2 separate regions of the Zea mays genome follow, and region 1 is linked to region 2. A link is a contact called in public Hi-C data. All regions are on one chromosome and are shown on one strand. Each heading gives the region's core, a stretch centred on a gene start, on an enhancer-like site or on the middle of the called end of the contact. The rest is flanking DNA. Distances are from core to core; before and after follow the strand shown.

Region 1 (5,848 bases), core at 1,363-3,862, 320 kb after region 2:
TTGTTTATGGTTCTGGAGGGAATGACTTTGTTTATGTATGGACTATATATGGACTATATGTATGGAATATGTTTGAAACAATTATGTAATTGCTTGTGAATGTTGTTTGTGAAAACTGTATTGTTTGTGAAATCTGTATATATGATTGTGTATATGTTTATTTTGCTGTGAATTAATAAAAGGTGCAGAACAATCTGTTTTTGGGGGGTATCATGAATTTTCGTCGGCCTGGGTGGTGGCCGACGAAAATACGTGTCCAGATATTTTCGTCGGCCACCACCCAGGGCCGACGAAAATTATGTCCCTATTTTCGTCGGCCTCAGTGGCCGACGAAAATAGTCAGCCGACCAACTATTTTCGTCGGCCTTGGGGAAGCCGACGAAAATAAGTCGTTTTCGTCGGTACCGACGAAAATAATTCCCTATTTTCGTCGAACTTATTTTCGGCGGCTATTTTCGTCGGTCTGCCGACGAAAATAGGTTATTTTCGTCGGTTTAGGCTTATTTTCGTGGGTTTTTGGCCCACGAAAATTTAGTCGTTTCCTGTAGTGTGAAGTCGATCACCAAGAGTAACAAGCACTAAATTCTCACTTGAACATGACAAACATAATGTGGGTGTTGGATGCACACAAGCCTCTCTCTATGATTCATGAGATTGCTAACTGCAAGATTACCACTTCTATAATCTTCTCACTACACAAAGGGTCTACCTTACTCTCTAGGGGTTGCTTTAGCTATTGGAAGGGGAAAGATACCTCAAGAAACTAATATGTGGGGTGTCCATGGCTAGAAAAGGGCCAAAAAAGGGGTTATGGCCATGTGCCAAGGTCGATGAAGACTCATGATCCAACCCTGTTACACTCTGTAGTAGGAGTTTATGTTGGATTCTAAGGGAGGTGTTGGCTAGAATTCCATGCTTCAGGGGGTGTTTTTGGTAAGGTATCATTAGTTGGAATGATGGTTGTGTCATAACGCAAATGTTGAAACTTTATTTAAAAATACATTCTTCTTTGGTACTAAGGGGTATAATAAATTGGTAAAATAATTAGCCATTGATGCTACCTATATATAGAGAATAATACATGAAATGAAATAATGAGGAAAATATCTAAACTCTATACCGAACAAAAAAACACATAACATGCAAAACAAAGAGTTTTTTTGGGAGATACATCAAAGATCATTTGTTATAAAGAGACCTAAGTCATTTATGACAAAATAGTAATAAAAGTTAAACCGTGCATAGTCCCTTCGCGTAGGAAAAATGCAATTCCAAATTTAAACCAAAATCAAGCTTTCTTAGTTTTGATTATGTTTACAAACAAAATAATACCATATATTATGTCTTTTAGTGGATTTGATATGAAAATATATTTTACATTTAAAAAAACAGGATTGGCATTTTGTTCAGCAAAACTGGACTACTATTGTAGGATGTGTCGAGAGGACACCGACGACTAGTGCCCGGTGGCGGAGCTCCGTAAAATTAACGTCACAGGTCACTCTACAAATATAATGATGTACTACTCCGTCTTTTCATTTTCACAATTTAGTTCAAAAATGAACTAGGAGACGATAACTATTTAAGAACAGGGTAGTAACATTTAAATCAATCCAGTGGAACTATGACAGGTAGGGAATGTGGATCGAACATTTGGGAACAATTACTTACAATAGGGGAGAATCACGGGTACATTGTAGCAGACAGTCACTGTCCATTGGCCAGGAGGCACTCCGCCCTTGCCTATGAATAAGAAAAAAGGGAATCAGATTGAGGAAGTTGTATAGCTTGGGAGAAGATGTAATGGTAGGGGCAGATTTGTATGGGCGGTGGCGTGATGCCAGTGCAGGTCGCGCGCGCGTCGCTGCTGCAGGGTCGCAGGGAGGCTGGAGGCGGACTGGCGGAGGCAGATGTCGGACTAGCGGTGGCAGATGCCTAAGTCAGAGCCCGCCCGGTCGCCTCGAAGGTTGCTGCCTTATGCCATTGCCGGATCTGTGGATCCCAAAGGCGTGGAGAATGATAGAGGACTAGAGGGAGGCGGTCATGCCGCTAGCAATATAGGAAGCGCAACCACGCAGATTTGCGAAATAATTGAAAGAGTGTGTTCTCGTGACTCGAGCGATAGAGGGAGGTCGCTAGCGCTAGGCTCAATCGCTGCAAGCAGGATGTCTTTTAGACTACATTTTTGGACTGAAATTTATTTTAAACAAGATTTTTTGGCTGAAGAGAACTTTTAGGCTGCGCCCTGGGTCACGGGGCCAGGAGGCCCGGGCCCAAATCCGCCCCCACTTAGCGAGCGTACGTGACATGGCACTAGAGGTGTATACTATTGTAGCAGAAACGAAGAAACGTAGGGCTGCAAAGTGGACACCATCTAGGCGTATACCTGTCCTGTCCAGAGTCCTGAGTCCGGACTCCAGACAGACCATCCAAACTGCAGAAACCATACGAAACCGTCAAACTGTAGCAGTAGCGGCCCGGGAGAGGCCAGGCACGACCGGGGCCCAACGAACCATGGTAGGCCCAGCCTGTCAACGATTCCGCTGAGTTCAAGGGTAGCGGCGGCGAAGCTATATGAGAGCGCCCGGCCCCAAATCAAATCCCCAAACCCCCGTCCTCCTCGCCGCTCCGCCGCGCGGTTGAGCGCCGACGAGCGAGCCCACCGCTGCCTCGTCCGCCCTATGGATATGGATGTCCGCCGCAGGGTTCCACCGCCGCACGGGAGCGTCCCTAGGCGCCAGCAGGCGACCGGGGCCGAGGGGGAGCGGGTGCGTGTGCAGGCGGGTGATGCGCTACCGCTGCCGATCCGGCACACGAACCTCATCTTCTCGGCGCTGTTCGCCGCGTCGCTGGTGTACCTGATGCGTCGGTGGCGGGGGAAGATCCGCGCCTCCACGCCGCTCCACGTGGTCTCCCCCGCCGAGATCTTCGCCATCTGCGGCCTCGTCGCGTCGCTCATCTACCTCCTCAGCTTCTTCGGGATCGCCTTCGTGCAGTCCGTCGTCTCCAGCAGCGACGACGACGAGGACTTCATCGTCGACTCCCGCCACGCGCGGGCGCGGGCGCCGCCGACGCCTGCGCAGACCCCGTGTGCGCTGCTGGGGAGCCCCGCCGCCGCGACGGAGAAAATGCCGGAGGAGGACGAGGAGATCGTGGCCGCGGTTGTGGCAGGGAAGATCCCGTCCTACGTGCTGGAGTCTAGGCTGGGAGATTGCCGCCGGGCCGCCGGGATCAGGAGGGAGGCGCTGCGCCGGATCACCGGAAGGGATATGGACGGGCTCCCGCTCGACGGGTTCGACTACGCGTCCATCCTGGGCCAATGCTGCGAGCTGCCGGTCGGGTACGTGCAGCTTCCCGTGGGCGTCGCCGGACCGCTCCTGCTCGACGGGCGCCGCCTCTACGTACCGATGGCCACCACCGAGGGCTGCCTCGTCGCCAGCACGAACCGCGGATGCAAGGCCATTGCCGAGTCCGGTGGTGCCTCCAGCGTCGTTTTCAGGGACGGGATGACGCGAGCCCCGGTCGTCCGGTTCCCGTCTGCACGCCGCGCCGCTGAGCTCAAGGCCTTCTTGGAGGACCCAGCGAACTTTGACACCCTGGCCGTGGTGTTTAACAGGTAAGAACGCTAGATTCCAAATCAACGTCACGTTGTCCCTTTCGACCCATGCTCCACGCGCTCAACGATTACCATTAGGCTAGCGCGTCTCTTGGGCTTGACGACACGTCTATGTGCATCCATCTCCATCAAAGCAGTAGCAGTTGTCATCAGTCACTTTTTTTAATCCATAAATTGCCTGTACGGTTGCCCACTTTTTGAACTTGAGGGTTGATGGTGGGATTATGTGATGACCGACCTGGTTTGGGAAATATTTGTGCAGATCGAGCAGATTTGGAAGGCTGCAGGGAGTGAAGTGTGCGATTGCAGGAAGGAACTTGTACATGAGGTTCAGCTGCAGCACAGGGGATGCCATGGGGATGAACATGGTCTCCAAGGGTGTGCAGAACGTGCTGGACTACCTCCAGGCCGACTTCCCTGACATGGATGTCATCAGCATATCAGGTTTTCCCATGTTATAAATTCTTAAACTGTATTTGTGAATTTAATCTGCTTTGTTGTGCATCCGATTGTTTCTGCGAGATAAGCACATTCAGGAACCAGGTAGAAAATTCTTTCTGATTATACTTCCTTTGATCAGAAATATAAGTCCATTCAGTCATTGACGCGGTCTCTAATATGACTCTATGACTATTAGCAATATCAGTGAAATACAATATCTTAAATGGAAAGAGGTATAGTTTATGATGAAAACACTGTTCATAATCAGTCTAATATGCTTACCTTTATGTTGGAAATCTATAAAGTATTTTAAATATTGAGGGCCTGTTTGGGGACACAATATTTTCTTAGTCCCAAAACAATACCATGGTATTTTAGACCAAAAAGGCGTTTGGGAGCATATCTAACAACTCTGTATTTTAAACCATGGTTTTACCAATACCACAGTATTTTTGGAGTCAAGAAAGCTTTGGTCGGACCAAAGCTTTTGGCTTGCATATAGCTGCAGTCTTCTCTTCTCCTACACTACAACTAAAATATTTTGTCTCCAAACAGATGTTGGGTTGGACTGATGTAAAATATACTACAGTTATGCCATGACATACAATAAACTATGATATTATAAACTGCTGTTTTGAGAAACAGAGATCCCAAACAGGTCATGATAGTACAAAGGTTAAATAAAAGTTTGACTTGGAACAAACCTAGATGGACATATTTGCGAAAGTCATTTTTCTAACTCAGATAGACTGGAAACAATCTAGGCATGACCCCGGTAGCAGATATTGACTTCAGTAATTCAGTTGCACACTTATGCAGTTGCGCCTTTCTGGTCGGCTCCTCCTGTATGCGATGAACATTTGAAGTACTAGTACTTACATGGAGAATTCACACACACACACACCCACACGCGCGCGCGCACACACACACACACAACCACTGCATTATACTAGTATAGTGTTTTGAAATGCTATGTCAAGTGTCAACTCATATCTTGCCCATAGCATAAGTAACAGCAGTGAGCTGATTTCCAACATCACAGTAACGAAGTGGCCTAGCAAAGTGTAAAATAACCATTTATCAATGATATGAGAGGGATAGGATGAACATAAAGTGCAGTTTTTGTGGTGGAATCTTTATTAGAACCCGAAAAATGATCTCTTCCCATGTATCTTTGATGCCTTGTGTTTCCTTAAGTAATATAGTCTTTATCAAAATAGGTAACTTCTGTTCTGACAAGAAGTCAGCTGCTGTGAACTGGATTGATGGCCGTGGGAAGTCGGTGGTTTGTGAGGCAGTAATCAAGGAAGAAGTTGTGAAAAAGGTTCTCAAAACAAATGTTCAGGCTCTTGTAGAATTGAACGTGATCAAGAACCTCGCTGGTTCAGCTGTTGCTGGCGCTCTTGGGGGTTTCAATGCCCATGCAAGTAACATTGTGGCGGCCATCTTCATTGCCACTGGTCAGGACCCTGCACAGAACGTGGAGAGTTCCCAGTGTATCACCATGTTGGAAGCTATAAATGATGGCAAAGATCTGCACGTCTCCGTTACTATGCCATCTATTGAGGTTTGAAACATCCTATGTTGATGATGTTTTACTATTCGCCGGATTTATGGTCCCTAATAATTTGGCGTCCATGATTTTTTTAAGGCATAGTGATTGATTGAAACCATTATGTATTACACCCCACTTAAAATAGTTAATTAGTAATTACAATAGATATATTGATAACTGTCTTGTTTTAATATGTGGGTATTCTCATGGTAACACTATTTGCTCCGAGCTAGCAC
Region 2 (6,181 bases), core at 734-3,233:
TAGTAAAGTGCTCAAGGTAAGCCTTAAAATTCAGTAACGGCAGAGGCGCCACTAATGCACTACAATTAATAGCTTAAGGCAGACCTTACTTCATTTAACAAAAAAATAAACTGAATAATTTACTGACAAGTGGCATGCACATATATGAAAAAGAATCCAGGATTAACTGTACCTCTCCGGCTTTTACAAAAATAAGATGAGGCGTAAAACCTGCCCCCGCTGGCCCTGCAAAACATATGCTCGATTAAACGGATTGGAGTATCTCGTACTTGAATAATGTAACAGCCAACACTGAGGCTCAGTTTGTTTCGGATTATAATCTCTATAGATTATATAATTCAGCGTAAATAATACAGCAGGTAAATAAACAACTAGATTATGAGTTCAGATTATATAATCTAAAGCTCAGATTATGATAATCTCATAATCTCCTCAAGAATAGCTTATTTAATATTATTTTTAGCAAAAGACTTATGTAAATAGAAATTACAATATATGACATCATTGTTTTCTCACCTCAAATAAACAAACAAGGGTACTGTAGTCTTTGTAAATAATCTGCATTTGTATAATCTAGACTACCAAACAGCTACATATAGATTATAATCTATCTAGATTATATAATCTATAAGCTAAAACAAGCATGCCCTAAGCATGCTTAAGCTAGACATTCCGACAGAAATTGCAGAATGATTCAATTAAAATGGCCTATCCTATAGATGCAAAGTAAAGAAGAGGTTCCTTCTTTCTTAAAGAAGGCTGTAAAAGTACTAATTTACTGACACCACTCTTGCAGTCCATCAGCTCAGATCTGATCGAAAGCCAACCAGCAATTCTGAGCAAATCTGGACTCCAGGCCGTATTTTATAATTCGTTGTGACAGAAAATACAAGAAATTAAACAAGAATAAAACTGCCCCTCCCCGTTCTTGAGTTTCATCATAAAATAAGAAAGCAACAAAAAAAATGCGGTCTCGGATGATGAGGGTGCACCAATATTACCGAGCGCAGCCACGTGCTTCTTGTTGGTGGAGCCCTTCGGCCGGCCCCGCTTCTTCGCGCCGTCCGGCGACGCTGACGGCGCAGTGTTCGGCGCCTTCGGGCCGTTAGGCGAGAAAGGACCGGAAGCTCCAAGAGCCGCCGGCGCCGGCTCCCCAGCCATGGATGCGGGCACCAATGCCAGCGACATGGAGCCGTCGGGGCCGTACTTTCTTGGCCGGCCACGCTTTTTCTTGGTCCCCGGCTCACCCGCGCCACCCGAGTGCACGGGCGCGCCACCATTGCCTCCTACGCCAGCCAAGCTTGAAGCAGACGCGGCGCTGCCGCCCACGGGCTGGTATGTCGCCGTCGCGGGCGGCACGGAGCTCACCGGGGTGAAGATGGCGGTGCCGTCCGTCGTGTACGCCATGCGCAGGCCCTGCGTGCCCCCGGAGGACGGCGGCGTTGCCGGGGTCTTCGGCAGCCCGAACGGCTCCCTTCCCGCCATCACTCCTTGCTCCGGAGACGGGCTCACCTCCATCATTCCACACCGAACAGGTGCGCCGAAGCAGAAGCGGAACTACGAATCTGGCAATCTGCGGCTGTCTTCAGCGATTTTCCTTGACTGAAGGCGGCCGCTCTCCTGCTTCACAGCAAATCGGACAACCGGCGAAGCGGGTAAGAGCTGCAAAAACCATAAACCCCCGCTGATCAAAGCTGGAAAAATTGACATGAACAGATCAAGTTTTACAGCGTAGGGTGGCGGCAACCTGTGTAACGGCGGGGAAGAAACGAGGAGAGATGGAAGGAATATAAGCCGTAAATCACAGTAAAAAAAGACAGAGAGAGAGAGAAAAGAATGAAGAAGGTAAGGATTTGGCAAATAAAGCAGATAAATTAGAGATTACCCGCTCGAGAAATGAAGCAGAGAATTCCTCCAGGAGGTCTTCAGAAATTAGTATAGCACTAGGAAAATGGAGACAGAAGGCAGGAAAATAGTCAGGGATAGCAAGACGCAGAGCTCGCACACTGGCAGGTTAAGCGGCGGAGCTCAAGAGTCACCACTCACCGGAGGCCAATCAAAGAACTCAGCTCAAGCAGCCAGCTAACGATAGAATTCAATGGATTTGGCTTATATCTCACGTAATTTCCCCTCACATCACATAGCCTTCTTCTACCTCGATTTTCCTTTCTTTCGTTTCTTTTCCTTTTCCGAGCTCTCCTCTTGGAAGTTGGCACGTAATCTTTTGTGAAAAGAAAATGGTTTTAGCCGGGAATAAAAAGAAAATTAGGCGGGTAAGTGAAGCACGTCAGGATTGCATTGGTAAGGGTCTACCTTATTTGACCCCCTATGCTTATTTTATTTAGTTTGCGGCCTCCTATGCTTTTGGCTTTATCTGCTCCTGCATATTATTTTTTTAATCTTTTGCACGTCTGTGTTTTACACTGTGCACATGGACCTAACCATGACCATTTCCAGCCACATGACAACTGGCATGCAAAATCGGAAAACAAAATTAAAGGACCTTGTTTTCGTTTGACCAAAGTCTAGAGCTCATGCCAAAGGGAATTTGAAATTCTCAATCATGCTAAACTTAAACCTATTTTAAATGAAAATTTTGTGTGGGCTATCGCTAGCAAACAGTATCTTTTTAATGCGTGCACATATTAGAATTCAGGATATTTTTTATGCACTAAGCTTTATTTTATATTTGGCAATTGTTTTTAGTTTGACGTTACAACATTTACGAAAAAAATGATTTCTCTTGCAAATATTTTTTATATGTTATGCAAAAAGATTAGAGATTTTAAAACATCTGGATTGATGTTGGACATTTTTTTTAAAAAAAGTTAAGTGTATGGAAAATAGTTACCCATGTGTCTAAAGCTTGGTTTGTAGGTTTTATTGGATTTTTAATTCTAGGCTATTCTAACTTGTATGAGACTAAAAGACTTTGTTAACGTTCGTTATCATTGATAGAGATTTCAAAGCATCTAGCAAAATTGTACTATCCTACTTAACAAATTCTCGTGAGATTTCACACATGTGCCCCGGCCATTCGCGAGCCTTCAATTTAATACAGCACTAATTGGACCTACTTACGGGCTAGATGAAGATTTGATTTTAATTCACAGATTTCACGGGATTCGGTACTCTGCACCAGGAAATTCTGTTGCCGGGGACTTTGTTTTCTGTTAGGTGACACAAAACATCAAAAAGTCGGCACCAGAACCACCGAACCCAGTCAGCAAAATCGGATTTGGTGCAGAGACGGAATAGAAACCGGACACGGCATCCTAACAAAAATGTCATTTTTATTCCAAGCGATTTTGACATAAAACAGCATGTATGTATGCACTAGAACGAACGCGCGGACCCCACGCTAAAATCTGAGCCTTTTTTTCCCGTCCCGCGCGGGGCCCTGCTTGGTCCTTCACGGCAAAGCATGCGTTCGCGTGAGTTTCTCCCGTTTATGCGTGGTCCTCTGAAATAATTGCAGACAACTTTAAAATAAATAAATTAATTAATAATTAGCTTTTAGAAACTGTGAGATGGAAATGATGCACTTGCACTAGAGAAGACGAGAGCCCTACGCAGCTACGCTCTTGAGAGATTGAGTGCATGCCAAGAATCAGCCTGCAAAACCGAATAAAGTCTTTCCACCTTTTTATTTATTGTTATACCGCCACTGGACACTTTTAACTTGAACTTGTCCAGCACGTGTCGCCTGCATCGTCCTTATCGCTCTCGCTTGGCTTCTTTCATCTGATCACCTCTTGTCATGCAATTTGTGATTTAGCATGCGCCTTGTTTTGCCGTCCGGACGTGCTAATTCCATGCGAAGTTTTTTTAAAAAAAAATTGGGGAGAAAGCCCAAACAAAGTGGAGGTGCGTGAGACCAAGATTTGTAGCTGGCGGCACGGAATATTTTGGGTATAAACCTTGCGATAGAAATATAATTGTTCTTAATAGTATGTTAATATTACTGATTATTGCTTCCATTCCGTTGAAGCTTATGCCAGAGGAAAAATATACGTAAATCCTAGGAAAAGACATTTGTCAGGTCTTCCACACCTCCACTCCTAGCAAGAATCAGTCTCGTGCAGCCAAACGACAAAAAAGTAACTCCATGGTGGGAGTGTAGTGAATCTAGTCACCAATTTGTAGTAGAGAGTGAGAGTCAAAAAATATGCTTCCCGCCGCTTTCAATCTGCTCCCTACTCTCCAACCCCTCATAAATCACTTAACACATTATTTGTCAAACAGTGTTAGCCAGATAAATTCACTTCTACTAGATAATTGTGGGGGACAGATATCCCCGGGTCCACTGGAAGAGTAAAAGACCTCACGAAAGGCCCAAGGGCCCAATAAATTGTAAGGTCATTCTTTCGTGGGCCTGGAGAGAGACAATCAGCAAAGCAGGTCGACATGAGGCCGGATTGGTGCGAGCCCGGACGGCCCACAACGTCGAGCGAGCGACCACAACAGAGATCCGACTTTCCCGCGCTGGAGCCCCCATGCAACGGAGCCATGCGAGGATAGGTCGGCAGAACTATAGGGAGATAAACTCAAACAGTTCACTATCTTTTAGTTACACATTGTTATCATATCCACGTGTATTGCCCCACGGTCGAATATATAAGGCCTAGGGGGCACCCCTTCAGAACGATCGACCCTATTACTCAGCCACCCACCTCAACTCTCTGCATTCTCGATTCGGAGAGCTCCCTTGTAACCTCATTCACCAAGCATACTCACCAGGACGTATGGTGTTACGCATCTCTAAGCGGCCTGAACCTGTAAACATTGTCCACTGTCCCTCGTGCATCTGGCACGAACCATTTTGCTACAGTCGGCGACACCGTTGTTCAATGGATTTTTATATGCTGATACATGTACGTACACGTTGAAAAATAATAATGGAATAATAATGAACAGATCCGATGATCAATTAGTAAAAAAAAAAGGGGCTGAAGATAATAATGGAGTTGTGGTTACGTGATGACTTTGGGATCTTTCTATCCAATCCATGCATGCCTGAATATGCTTATTTATCTACAAATGTTGGCCGCATGCACTGCGATCCAAAATATTCGCGTGATTAGTTGACCGGAACAACCTGAGCAATAAAATAGCTTCAGCGCAGTCCTTATCCAAAGAACCGGCGCATGCGAGGGATGGTGAACTTATCCTTACGTGAATTTCTGAACGCACTCACGAGTACTGATCCGTTTGCCAGCTGCCTATAAAGAAGCAGAGTACCAGAGAGGGAGGCCATCGTAGATCCAGCTGCAACTGACGCCGCCGGCCAGAGAGATCGGCCAGAAGAGAAGACACGCAAAAAAGGGGGTGCAGCGCCAGGAAAGAAAAGGGCCTCGCCGCCGGCCGCCATCCGTCGTGATCCGAGAGAACAGGAAGCAGCCGTCGGGAGACGCGACCAGAGAGAAGCCACCGGAGGAGAGTGCCAACCGCCATCAGGAAGGCATCGCTCCTAGCATTCACGCCGTTCAGTCAGAGAAGTCATCCACGCGCAGCAACACATATTCCCAGCCATCATCAGAGAGCATTCCCAGCCATCATCAGAGAAAAGAAGGCAGTAAAAGGAAGCTAACAGAGGAAGACGCCAGGAGGTTGCTGAAGACGCCCAAATACAAGTCAGAATAAAGCACCAAAGCAGCAGCCAACGCTTGCAAGACAATCAACATCCATCCATATGGCATTCACGACATCCATGGGTGAGAAACATTTTTAATCTATTTTCTATTATCTAATCGCAGGGGGTAAAGGACAGAACGTGACGAGCTACCTGATCGCACCCAGTCCATCAGCCACCTCACCTTCATCACTGTCGGTGCGTCCACCTTACCACTGCAGCGAGCTGCGCTATCAATAGATACCAAGGTTCCCTGGAAGCACCGTCCCACGACACACGCGCCTGTATCAGCATCGGCAGCATCGTCCCAGCATCCATCGGCTCACCAACGACACGTTCTGGTGATCTGATTCACATGGGCTCCTTACCGCGACTTTGCCCCTGTATGGCAGACTCCGGCATCGACACCGACTCGTCACTCGGCGGATGACCTGCCTTCAAGTGACCATCATGTGTCGCCTAGCGGGCGACCATGGCGGTGTTGTCCCTGACGATTGCGATCCAGCCACCTGAGAGAACCAGAAGCACGACCGTCAAGAGATATAGGCT

The links. Hi-C and Micro-C count contacts between places; a contact is called where the count stands out from the background.
Region 1: a contact with region 2 is called in a Hi-C map of ear, with 3 times the contacts expected there. The contact joins the promoter of LOC100191922 here to the promoter of LOC100283408 in region 2. A contact is called at or near these places in 2 of 25 Hi-C or Micro-C datasets (ear and tassel).

Annotation. Positions count from the first base shown.
Region 1 is chr2:195,624,283-195,630,130 of Zm-B73-REFERENCE-NAM-5.0, forward strand. LOC100191922 (3-hydroxy-3-methylglutaryl-coenzyme A reductase 2) reads left to right here and starts at 2,613. Exons shown (of 4, transcript NM_001137346.1): 1 at 2,613-3,616; 2 at 3,879-4,060; 3 at 5,278-5,624. The coding sequence starts at 2,682.
Region 2 is chr2:195,306,984-195,313,164 of Zm-B73-REFERENCE-NAM-5.0, forward strand. It overlaps LOC100283408, which reads right to left and starts at 1,984. Exons shown (of 6, transcript NM_001156309.2): 1 at 1,886-1,984; 2 at 1,002-1,620; 3 at 173-225. The coding sequence starts at 1,521.